Regions from separate parts of the Macaca mulatta genome. Here region 2 is linked to region 1. The links are chromatin contacts, called in public Hi-C maps. All regions are on one chromosome and are shown on one strand. The core of a region is the stretch at or near the end of the contact, and the rest is flanking DNA. Distances in the headings are between cores, read along the strand shown.

What was found. A called contact is a pair of places that touch in the nucleus more often than the background predicts.
Region 2: a Hi-C map of fetal cortical plate shows a contact between it and region 1, with 2.3 times the contacts expected there. The contact joins the promoter of COX18 here to the promoter of ANKRD17 in region 1. A contact is called at or near these places in 4 of 14 Hi-C or Micro-C datasets (CD4 T cells, blood, fetal cortex germinal zone and 1 more).

The regions. Positions count from the first base shown.
Region 1 is chr5:60,637,902-60,643,408 of T2T-MMU8v2.0, reverse strand. It overlaps ANKRD17 (ankyrin repeat domain 17), which reads right to left and starts at 2,875. Exons shown (of 33, transcript XM_028848512.2): 1 at 2,352-2,875. The coding sequence starts at 2,744. LOC114678160 reads left to right here and starts at 3,262. Exons shown (of 3, transcript XR_013417907.1): 1 at 3,262-3,391. LOC144341163 (a long non-coding RNA gene) reads left to right here. Exons shown (of 2, transcript XR_013417915.1): 2 at 65-3,206.
Region 2 is chr5:60,825,085-60,830,591 of T2T-MMU8v2.0, reverse strand. It overlaps COX18 (cytochrome c oxidase assembly factor COX18), which reads right to left and starts at 2,060. Exons shown (of 7, transcript XR_013417940.1): 1 at 1,548-2,060; 2 at 269-369.

The DNA of each region.
Region 1 (5,507 bases), core at 1,626-4,125:
ATGTTGGCCAGGCTGGTCTCGAACTCCTGACCTCAGGTGATCCACCCGCCTCGGTCTCCCAAAGTGCTGAGATTACAGGCGTGAGCTACCGCGCCCGTCCAATGGGTACACTTTCTTACACGTATTTCTCCTGACTCATCTTCATAACAAATGACAAACCCATTGTTTAATACCATGTAAGACAGGATAAGGTATGTTAAAAACATAGAAATACTACCATAGTTGGTCAAAGTCAACATAATCATTCCTATATTATGAAAGGAAAACAAACCTGACCCACAAAATAAACACACCTACAAACTTACAGCCATTCTTCATGATTTAAGGAATTACTAAAAGTTCTGCTTATTAGGCTGTATTCCAATGGACAAAACTACCTAGGTATGTGAAGTTTGCAGCAGAATATCCCAGTGAGTAGTGCATTCAACTATCATAACCTGGCTCTAAACCAGAGCTTAATATTTTCAGGAGAATTTAAAATTTTAAGTAATGGTATTCTGCCTACAGCTGCATGATTGTGTTACCTTGCCATTCAGTAACTATTTTTCTGAATGATGGCAGAAGGGTGATAAAAGGAAATAAATTATCATTAAAAAGTGTACAGGTCTGAGCCATTAGAAAACTTTGATTTCTACTTTTGCTACTACCCACCACAACCACCTTCCTCTAAACCTTGTTTTCCTCCTTTTTAAAACAAAGGGTTGACTTATCTGTAAAACGTTTCTCACCTTTGAGAAGAATCATACAATTGAATGATTCTAAGTACCATAACAAATTTTATTAGGGATAAGGATCCCATCACATCTTTCTCTTCCTTGTTTCACATGCAGCCAGAGCAACACACTATTCTAAACATCCAAGTAGGCCAATATAAGTCTATCAATATAAACCTATTCTCAGAATCCAACAGGCTAAAAGGGAATAGAAACAAGGAGGGGCATATTTTTGTCATACATACTTGAACACTTAATATCTCTACCTACGTAACTTCATCCAGTCTGAGATAAAAGAGAGTCTGGTCTTCTACAAATAGACATGTGTCAAATCCTTTAAAAGGTACTTCCCTATTTCAACAGAGACCAGGATTCAATAAATCCAATGTTCAGAAAACCAGACTTGCATCAAAATAAGTTCCATGTTTGTGGAAGAGAATAAATAGTAAGTGTTAGTTCTAGACGAATCAGTTGGTCTCCTCTTAGAACTAAGTTTAAAATCAGTCTTCAAAGCTGTTTTCCCTCTGCTGATAAAGATTTCCCTCTCCAGATAAAGATTTTTCTAGATTCTATTTCAGGAAGGAGACAAGAGAGTGATAAAAGAGCTAATAACTAGTAAAGCTAACTCAGTTGGTTGTCAGTATGGTATGTTTTACTGAGCCTTTGGGTTGTAAGGGCTTCTATGAGGAATAAGGTCCTGCAACGCCGCCTGTCTGTGGACCCAAGAAAAATTACAAAGTTATTATGAAACCAGATCACTAGGACAAACCGAGAGGCCTTCCTATTCCAACTCACCACAACCAGGCCTGGCTCCAAAGCCGACTCTTTGGCTGTCCCATAGTATAGGACAACAGGTCCTAGCTTAATTCTAATTCACTAACGAGACATTTGAAGACATGTATGTATGTACGTGTAAGGATCAAATATATTTTTCATCCACTTACAAATGTATATGGTCATTTATAATTATTTAGAGTTACTGATAAATGTATACAAATACAGCATCAGCTCATCGAAAATCCTTGGAAGATCGAGGAAGTGAAGTTACTTCAGCAGCCAGGATAGTTACGAAAAACCCTGCAGAACAGTATGGAAAAGTACAGCTTCTCACGTGTCCCTCACATACACAAACACTTAGCTCTGAGTCCATTACAACCTTACGTCCCCCTCAAACTGCTCCCCTCCATCTCATAGCTGGGAGAAGTTGAACAACCTCCTAGTTGGTCCCCAAGAGACTCATCTACCTATTATTTTACTCCTCCCGCTTTGATCCCGATCCCGTCCCAGACTAAGGTGGCCCTACTGGCCCCAGGCAGATCACCCCCCCCCCACCCCCCGGCGTGCAAACTGGGAATCTAACCAATTCCCTCCATCCTTAACCATGTGAGCCATGCCATGATAACAGGCTGTTCACCAACTCTGTGAACTCCGTGGTCCTCCCACCCCCACGTGTCAGCTACCCTCCCCCACATTCCCACACCTCACGATTTAGGCCGAGGGAAGAAAGGGGGCAGTCGAAAGCCTGGCCCCTAAGAGATCAACCCACTGGAATCTGTCCCACTGAAAGTCCCCTCCCACCTTCGGCCCCTATCCCTTACAGTCCCTTCCTCCCTCCTTCCTTGGAAACCAGGCCCTTGCCTCAGAAACCTCCTCTTCCTCGTCGTCGTCGTCCTCTTCTTCCTCGCTGTTGTTACTGCTGGTGCCGCCGCCGCCACCTCCGCCTCCACCGCCGCCTCCACCGCCGCCGCTGTTGTCGCTGTCGCTGCTGCTTTCGCTGCTGCTAGGGGGTCGGCAAGTCCGGTTACGCTTGGCCTTGTGGTGCTGCTGCTGCTGCGGCTTCTTCTTCAGGAGCAGGTCGCAGACTCGCACCATCCCACGAGGAGACGAGGCCGAGCGAGCTCCGCTGCTGCCGCCAACGCCGCCGCCGACCTCCGCCGCCGCGGGGGGGCCCGCCACAGCCGCCACCGCCGGGGGGCTCCCTTCTCCTTCTGCAGCCGTCGCCGCCGCCACCGGAACCGTCGCCTTCTCCATCCCCAGGGAAAGAGGGAGGGCGCGGACGGGGGAGGGGCGTGGGGGCTACGCTCTACCGCGACTTCGGCCGCACTGGGGCCGACACAGCAATCGGTGCCGTCTCCGCCGCCACCGCCTCGGTCACCTCTACTGCCGCCGCCGCCGCCGCTCCGCCAGCTCTCACCTCGTCTCGCGATACTAAGGGCGGGGAGCCTGACGATGGGAGGGAGGGAGAGGGAGGGAGCAAGGGAAGGGGGTGAGGCGTTTAAGAGGGATACCGGGTGTCGGGAGAACCAGAGAAGAGGAGACTAGAAAGCCGGGGAAGTGTGCCTGGGGCACGTTCCGAAGGGGAACGGCGGGGACAGATAAGGGGGGCGCGATTGCAGCCGGAGCGCCCGCGAGCTCCCGGATTTCTTCTCTTTCCTCTCTATTTCCCGCACACACAGCCCTGCAGCCCTCCCTTCTTCCTTCCTGGCTTGTGATTAGAACGCAGCCGCAGACGGAAGTGCAGTGACGCCATCAGCCGTCGCCTGAGCCGTGGGGCGCGGGCGGCCGAAAGGCGAAAGTGAGATTTCGAGGGCCGGGTCTGGGGCCCCGCGGGCGCGCTGTGCTACGATGTGTGGGGAGTACGGGGAGGCTGGAGAGGAGCCGGCCCCGGGCAGTGTGAGGTGCGGAAGCGCGGTCCAGACACTTTGTTGACGGGAGGCCAGTCCGCCAGATCCGGGAGGTGGGGCCTCGTTCTGGACTGCTGTACGTAGTTTTATTCCTGGTCGTTTTTTTCGACCGCCAAATCGAGAGATAAAGCTTTGGATCATGAGAGATGGCGTCGTGTTGGGAAAAGAGCCTTCGTTACCTAAGTTTAAGCTTGGTTCATAGACATCCTCTACGAGTTTACACGTGTGTAATATGAAGGCAGTCGATTAGGAGATGTCTAAGATCATTACACCTCAAGTTTACGAGGGGAGGAAGACACGGGAAGGATGCGTGGTCTGTGCCAGACTTTGTAGACGATTCTCTGAATGACCCTGATTTAGCTCTTCTGGCCCTCTTAGATTCAACTTGGAAGCAGGCATAAATAATGATTATTGTCAGTATACTTCTCTCGGAAGGAATATTGTGATGGGGGTTGTGGGTTCATTTTTAGGTGTCTAAAGAACTTTCAGGACTTTTGAAATGATAGTGGAGCCCATTGAACTCAGAATTATCCCTTTCTGGTCTAGTGGGAGTATAGTGGCATAAGGAAAATGAAGCAAACATCAAAGACAGATGTACTGGCACAAGATTAAAAGTATGTCTCAGCTGACATAGTTGCCGTTTTAAGACTGCTAAGTTTAGCTGAATATGCCTGGATTTTTTTTTTTTTTTTTTTTTTTTTTTTTTTTAGCATTTTTTTCTTTTTAGCATTGGCATACCATATGAAATGTGGGCAGTTGCCAGTACTCTACAGAGTACCATGGCAGAATTGGCAATGACTAAATCAATTCATTCAAACAAAAATTCATCATGTGCCTACTGTGTGCATAATTTGTGGAATCAAAGTCTCTGTTTCCAGGGGCTTTACAGTGTAATAACTGCTATAGTAAATATATATGCAGAGTGGTAACCATCTGCCTATTCCTCTCCTACGGTCGTTGCTGAGTCCAGTGTAGAACAAAGCACTGCATTGTGTATCTCACCACTACTGATTTAGATTTTATAATTTCAGCTGCATCCCTCCTTCCTGCTTTGTATATTCTTCAGCATCTTTTTCTCCCTTTCCACTTGAATACTTTTTGCAGTCTTTAAATCCCAGCCCATTTCATTATATGACTTTTAACTTAGAACTTCACAGTTTTCCAAGTGCTAGAAATTTCCTGAGATTTCCTTTTCTCCAGTATCTAGGAATGAGAAACTCACTGTTAATATGTGAGATTAACTCTTCATACATATTCTAGTTCCAATACCCCTCTTTCTCATCCAGTAATTATCTTTTCTGTTGTCAACCTTCTACAAATTCTGGTTCCTTAACTAATTCTTCTGTAGCTTTCAGTTGTTTCCTTCACAAGCAAACTTTCTTTCCTTAAAAAGTATTCTATACTCAGGAGGCTGAAGCAGGAGAATCGCTTGAACCGGGGAGGCGGAGGTTGCAGTGAGCTGAGATCGTGCCACTGCACTCTAGCCTGGGCGACAGAGGGAGACTCCACCTCAAAAAAAAAAAGTCTTCTACATTCAGTGTCTTTTTTGTTTTCTGAAATTGACTTGTCAGCACTCTGCAGTCTAGTTCCCGTGTCTATCGTGCTACCAAAAATACTCTCTTTAAAGTAATCTCATTGTTTGGAAGAAAATGAGTTTTTTGCTCATTAGCATAATAGTGAAATGATGATCCTATTTCACTAGTAGGATAAAGTTCAAAACTACTAAAATGGACAAGGCCCGTAAAGTCACTTTCTTTTATTTTTATCTAACTTTTTTTTTCCCCGCTAGAACCTCTGGCAGGAACTGACTAGCCCATGAAACTTATTTCTTCCCGGGCACACAGCTAAACTAAATTTCATAGCTTTCCCTGTAGTTGATTGTAGTCATGTGATGAACTACCTTTTTTTTTTTTTTTTTTTTTTTTTTTTTTTTTTTTTTTTGAGAATGAGTTTAGCTCTTGTTGCCCGGGCTGGAATGCAATGGCACAATTTCAGCTCACCGCAACCTCCGCCTCCCGGGTTCAAGCGATTCTCCTGCCTCAGCCTCCCAAGTAGCTGGGATTACAGGCATGCACCATCACACGCAGCTAATTTTGTATTTTTAGTGGAG
Region 2 (5,507 bases), core at 811-3,310, 190 kb before region 1:
TCAGGAGGCTGAGGGAGGAGAATCGCTTGAACCCGGGAGGCAGAGGTTGTGATGAGCCAAGATCGCACCATTGCACTCCAGCCTGGGTAACAAGAGCGAAACTCTGTCTCAAAAAAAAAAAAAAAAAAAAAAATATATATATATATATATATATATATATGTAAAAGAAATACTGCCAAAACTACAGAATACTCAAACTTATAATTAACATCACTAATTATGTGTGTGTGTGTGTGTGCGCGCTCTTACATGGATATAATTTGCTTACCTGGCAACTCTTTCGGACCACCCCAACTGATTTGCACGAACTACAACTTCTTGGTTAAGATGCCTGGCAATAGCTTTTATTTCTGGCTGCAAATTTTCCACCTAGCTAAAAAATAGGTTTTGTTATGAGCATATAAAAGATCTTTATTCACAATAACTCAGAATTTTTCACATTATTCCCTCGAGTCATTTAAAAATGTAGTTTACTGATCATGTCAAGAAACCTTAAGTCTAAGCACAAGATGTTAATTTGCTTAAAATGTCCTCAGTCACAACCAAATTCACAATGTATACTTATCCATGTGATCCTGGGTAAGTAACTTAACCTCTAAAATCAGGTTCCCTCACATATAAAATATATAACAGCACCTACTTCACAGGGTTATAAGTATTAGATGAGAACTGCACCCTGAGCTTTACTGTTCCATCTTTAGATTTCCTAGTAATGTAAGCGGAGAAAACAGCTGTCTGTTAAGAACCTTCCACTGCGATAGCCACAAATCAAAAACAAAAATAGCATTTATTCCTGCCCTGTGTTCATTCTTCCTGTAAAATGGCTCACTGCCTTAATGTTGCTGCTGATTCCGTTCCTGTTTTGTTTCCGGTTTTTTTCCCCCATGCTCACAACTTGAAAACATGAAAGCCACTATTTTTGAAATATCCCATTTGAATAATCAAGCACTTGAACCCGTATTATCTGACCTGCTCTGATAATGTTGTGAAGTAGGCAAGGAAGGTACTGCTATCCTTATTCCTCAGAAAAAAGGATTCAGCAGTAAAAGTTCAAGTGACTGCGACCGACCAGACACAGTCTTAGTCGGGCCTGGACAGGAATCAAGTTCGCAAACTGTTAGTCCAGTAGTTTCTTCCTAATAAAAAAGATCAGCTGGAATACTTTGGGACGAAAGACGCTGCAGACATACTGGCTGTTAAAACTTTTAAGACATGAATTTTATAGGTTTCGCCAACACAATTTCTTCTGCGACTGATTTCTTTGACTCCGTTTCCCGAGAGCAAGTATAGTAACCACTTGTGCTTGGAGTACAAATCCAGTAGGACAAACGAAATGACAGGTACATGTATCACAAAATATTTAACACACCTAATGCTAGTTAAATTATTTTTAACGCTAAAATGGTCACAATGAAATGGTCACGATGATTAAGCATTAAGCACTGCAGCAGGCAACATCGTGGGTTCGAAAACCCTGAGTGAATGTCGGCCTTCCTACGCCGCAGGTGTTGCAGCGCAGGGTACGCGCACGGCTCGGCGCCCCTCACCTTGGCCAGGATGTAGTGCTGGTAGGCGGCCAAAGGCAGCGTGACAGCACCCCGCAGGGCCACGGTGGAGAGCAGAATGCTGCCCCACCAGGGCAGGCCCGTGGTGGCCTGCACGCCGAGCAGTACTTCTTCCGCAACCCGCACCGGCGAAGACGCGGCCAGGGCCTCGTACCAGCTGTTCGCATGGACTGCACAGACTGGTGCCACTGCCCACACTGAGAGAGTGGGGCGTTTGGCGCCGCTCGTAGGAACCGGCGCAAGCGCCGGGTCCCTAGCCCGCAGCTGCAGGGCAGGGAGCGGCCGCAGCCACCGACCGCCGAGTCGGCACAGCATTTCTGCACCACGGCAGAGCCCGGAACCCGGGCTTCACAATCCTGCCGACATACACCAGCCAGCCAAAGCTGTTAACGCGCACGCTTCTGCAACAGCGGGCATAAAGCGCGGGCGTATCCGCCTGCAGCCGCGATTGACCTTCCCAGTCAAGCCGGTGACGTCTTGCGTCGCAGTTGATATGACGCAAGAGATAGGAAGGTCCCGCCTTTCCCACGCGGCACTGGGCAGGCCTACTGCGCACACGCGAAACTTCCCTCTGCTAGGGTGGTTACTCCGAGGCCGGACCAAAACTGCAGACATGGGTGGAGCCTGCTGCCCTCCGCGGGGCTGGGTGTTCTCTAGGGAGCGCTCGCCTTGCAAAGTTCATCTTCACCGTGTAACTTACCATTCTTTTTCACTAACGCTAATCGTCATTTGTAGTGGAATTATCTTTGCTCGGTGTTTTTTTTTTGTGACCAGAAGCTGATCCCCAACCTTTTTACGTGCACCTGATTGCTTCCGCTAGCGATTACGATAGGTTATAATACGCGAGTCACACGTTGCTAAAGTGCCGGCTTGTAGAGAGACGCATGTTTCTTGCTGACCCTGAGTGTTAATAAGCATACTTAAAGCACGAGGGGTAGTTCAGTCTCTTGTAGATTTAATTGACCCATCTGTTCCAGTTAGTATTTTGAACACCACCTGCAAACTGAATTTCTTCGATGTTTTGTCTTCCATGGTAAATAGCAGCAAAATCTTACAGTAAGATAAAAGTGTCGTCTCTTCATTTAAGGGAAACTGTCACTGGCAGTTCACTGGCAGTACGGTGAATTCCTCACTGGAGTTTACTTGTATCCTATATAAGCTTTAGAGAGCCCGAACAGCAGCATTGGCTGTCTTCTGGTTAAAAGGAATACGTTGAATCTACACGAACTATATAGTTTTTACTTTTGTGTTCTTGGAAACAACAAAATGGAATGTCGTGGAGGAGTTTCCCCACCGAAGGGTCACCCCTAGACTACATACCAAAATATGTTGTGAGGAGTAAACCTTGATTTTATTTATTTATTTAGGAAAAGAAGCCTCCAACAAATGTTGGGTAATGTCAAACGGCAGCTATCGTTTGCCCTTCACTGTGCACCTAACCAAGGGTACCCTACAATAACTTTCTCAGGATTCTGGAATTCATGTGCTTTCCAAACTGACTGATATATCTATACATGAATTTTTAAATTCTTAAAGTCTTAAGCAAGACTCCCATCTCTTAAAAAAAAAAAAAAAAAAAAAGCTGTAAGCTGTTCATTTCCTAAGATTTAATTTTGTGGAGTTGTATCAGGGGTCAGAAATGAGACTTTAGTGTGGGAACACATTTTTTGCTATGTATTGTGTTCATATATTACATTCTTATTTTAAAGTATTTCCTTAAGTTTGAATATTGTGATCTAAATAAAATTTGTGAATATTTAGTTTCTGCTAATTTCATATATTTGTATAAACACATTTCTTAATCCATATAATAGGGATGACCAGAACTTGCTATCTACTTGGTAGAGGATGTTGGGGGAAGTATTTGTCAATTTTAAAGCCCAATGCAAAAGAAAGTGTTACTACTAATGTATAGGCACTGTTTATACAACATTGTGATTATCTTGTATCTTTTGTTTCAGAGTACAGTATAAAATGATCTACAACTATTGAGTGAACCAACTGAAATCGTTTGTCAATCCTCTTTGCAAATGAACTTGTTCAATGTATTAAAACATTTTTAAAAGTTCAACATTTATAATTAGCTTATTCCAGTCTTTGATATCAGTGTTATGTCAGTTAATTTCTCAACTTTAAATTCCTTAAGAAGAGACTATGTATTACATTTTCTTTCTGCAGTCTCTGTAATTCTTAACTATCATGGTGCCAAACACAGGAATGGAGCTTGCTATGGACTGAATGTTTTTGTCCTCCCCAGATTCTTTTCTGAAACCCAAAGGTGATGATATTTGGAGGTAGGGCCTTTGGGAGGTAATTGGTCTTAAAGGTAGAGCTCTCGAATTGGGTAAGTGCCCTCATAAGAAGAAACAAGGCTGGGCATGGTGGTTTACGCCTGTAAATCCCTGTGCTTTGGGAGGCTGCGTGGGGAGGATCACATGAACCTAGGAGTTTGAGGTTGCAGTGAGCTATGATCACGCCACTGCACTCCAGCCTGGGTGACAGAGCAAGATCCTGTCTCTTAAAAAAAACAAAAACAAAAACAAAAGCAACAAAAAAAAGGAAAAGACAAAAGCAAGATGACCTTTTTCTGCCCTACATGAAGAAATTGAAAAGGAGACAGCCATCTGCAAACCAGAGAGAAGGCCCTCAACAGAAAACATAAAGACGGGCATGTTGATGTTAGACATCTTAGCTTTCAGAACTGTGAGAAATACATTCTGTTAATCTCCTCAGTCAATAGTATTTTTGTTGTAGTGGCCTGAATTAAGTGCTAATTTGATTATGGAGTATCATTATCATGTAATCATTTAGGCTTCTCATTTCCCAAATATGCCTTCTGAAATGTTTGTCAAACTAAATGACTATAGCTTACTAGGGTATATATAAAACAACAACAAAACACCTTTAAGAAATAAACTATTTGTTAGTGATCCCTTAGAATCATATTAAGATTTCAGTTTTTCTTTCTTACTTAAGGCATTACTTCTCAAAACCAAGGCTACCTAATCTAGAATTGGCTTTTTTCTCTTTATTGAAAGACATCTGCTTGCCATCTTTCTTATGATTGGTTTTCAAGCATTGAAAATGCAAAGTTGGCTTTTGTTTTTCAAAAGTGTGAATTCATTTAAAAGCAGAAGTACAATATGCAACCTCCTACACCACAGATATTAGGTTTATACTTTGTTCCGTCAAAGCCACAGTGGCACATTTTCCTTTACACTTAATCCAAAATTCAAGTGATCGTATTTTTGCAATCAAGGTGTGCAACACACTAAGACTTATTAAAGCACTGATGATGCTCCCATCTTAAATTCCAGTCACCTGAGTTAATCAAATGCTGTGACTTAAGCAAGCCTTTATCAATAGGATATGTATTTCCAAAGACATTAAGGAACATTCGGAATTTAGTGTCAAGGACAGCAAACATTAAAAGTGTAAGATACCTGCATAGATTCATTTACTTAAGTAAAATATATTGAGAAAGGGATACTGAATCTGTTCATAGTGATTAAAAGCAGTGACTTGGTTTTCCTTTGCTATTGTAATCCTTTTGAAATAATCCTGATTTTAAAATCTGTTATTAAAACAATGTTTTGGTACATTTTAAATGTTCTGTAATGCCAGAGCTGTGGGAATAAGTGTTATGAAAAACATCAACATGAAAATAGATTTAATAAATTAGAGGATCTGAAGAGATTTTTATAACTTTGAGTTTTCCTGTTTAGTCTAACACTGTACTGTTTTAAAAATAAGTAATATAGGGTACAAAATTTTTACAAAATGTGTATTTAGGTTATTTGATTCAAAACACAGATGGACTATTATTTTTGTGAAGAAAAAGACAGGATTAGTTAATAAGCTATTTACCTTTTCCAAAGAAGAAAAATGACTATATGTATAGTCATTTACAAAAAAATTAATTTTTGTGTACCAATAAAAATG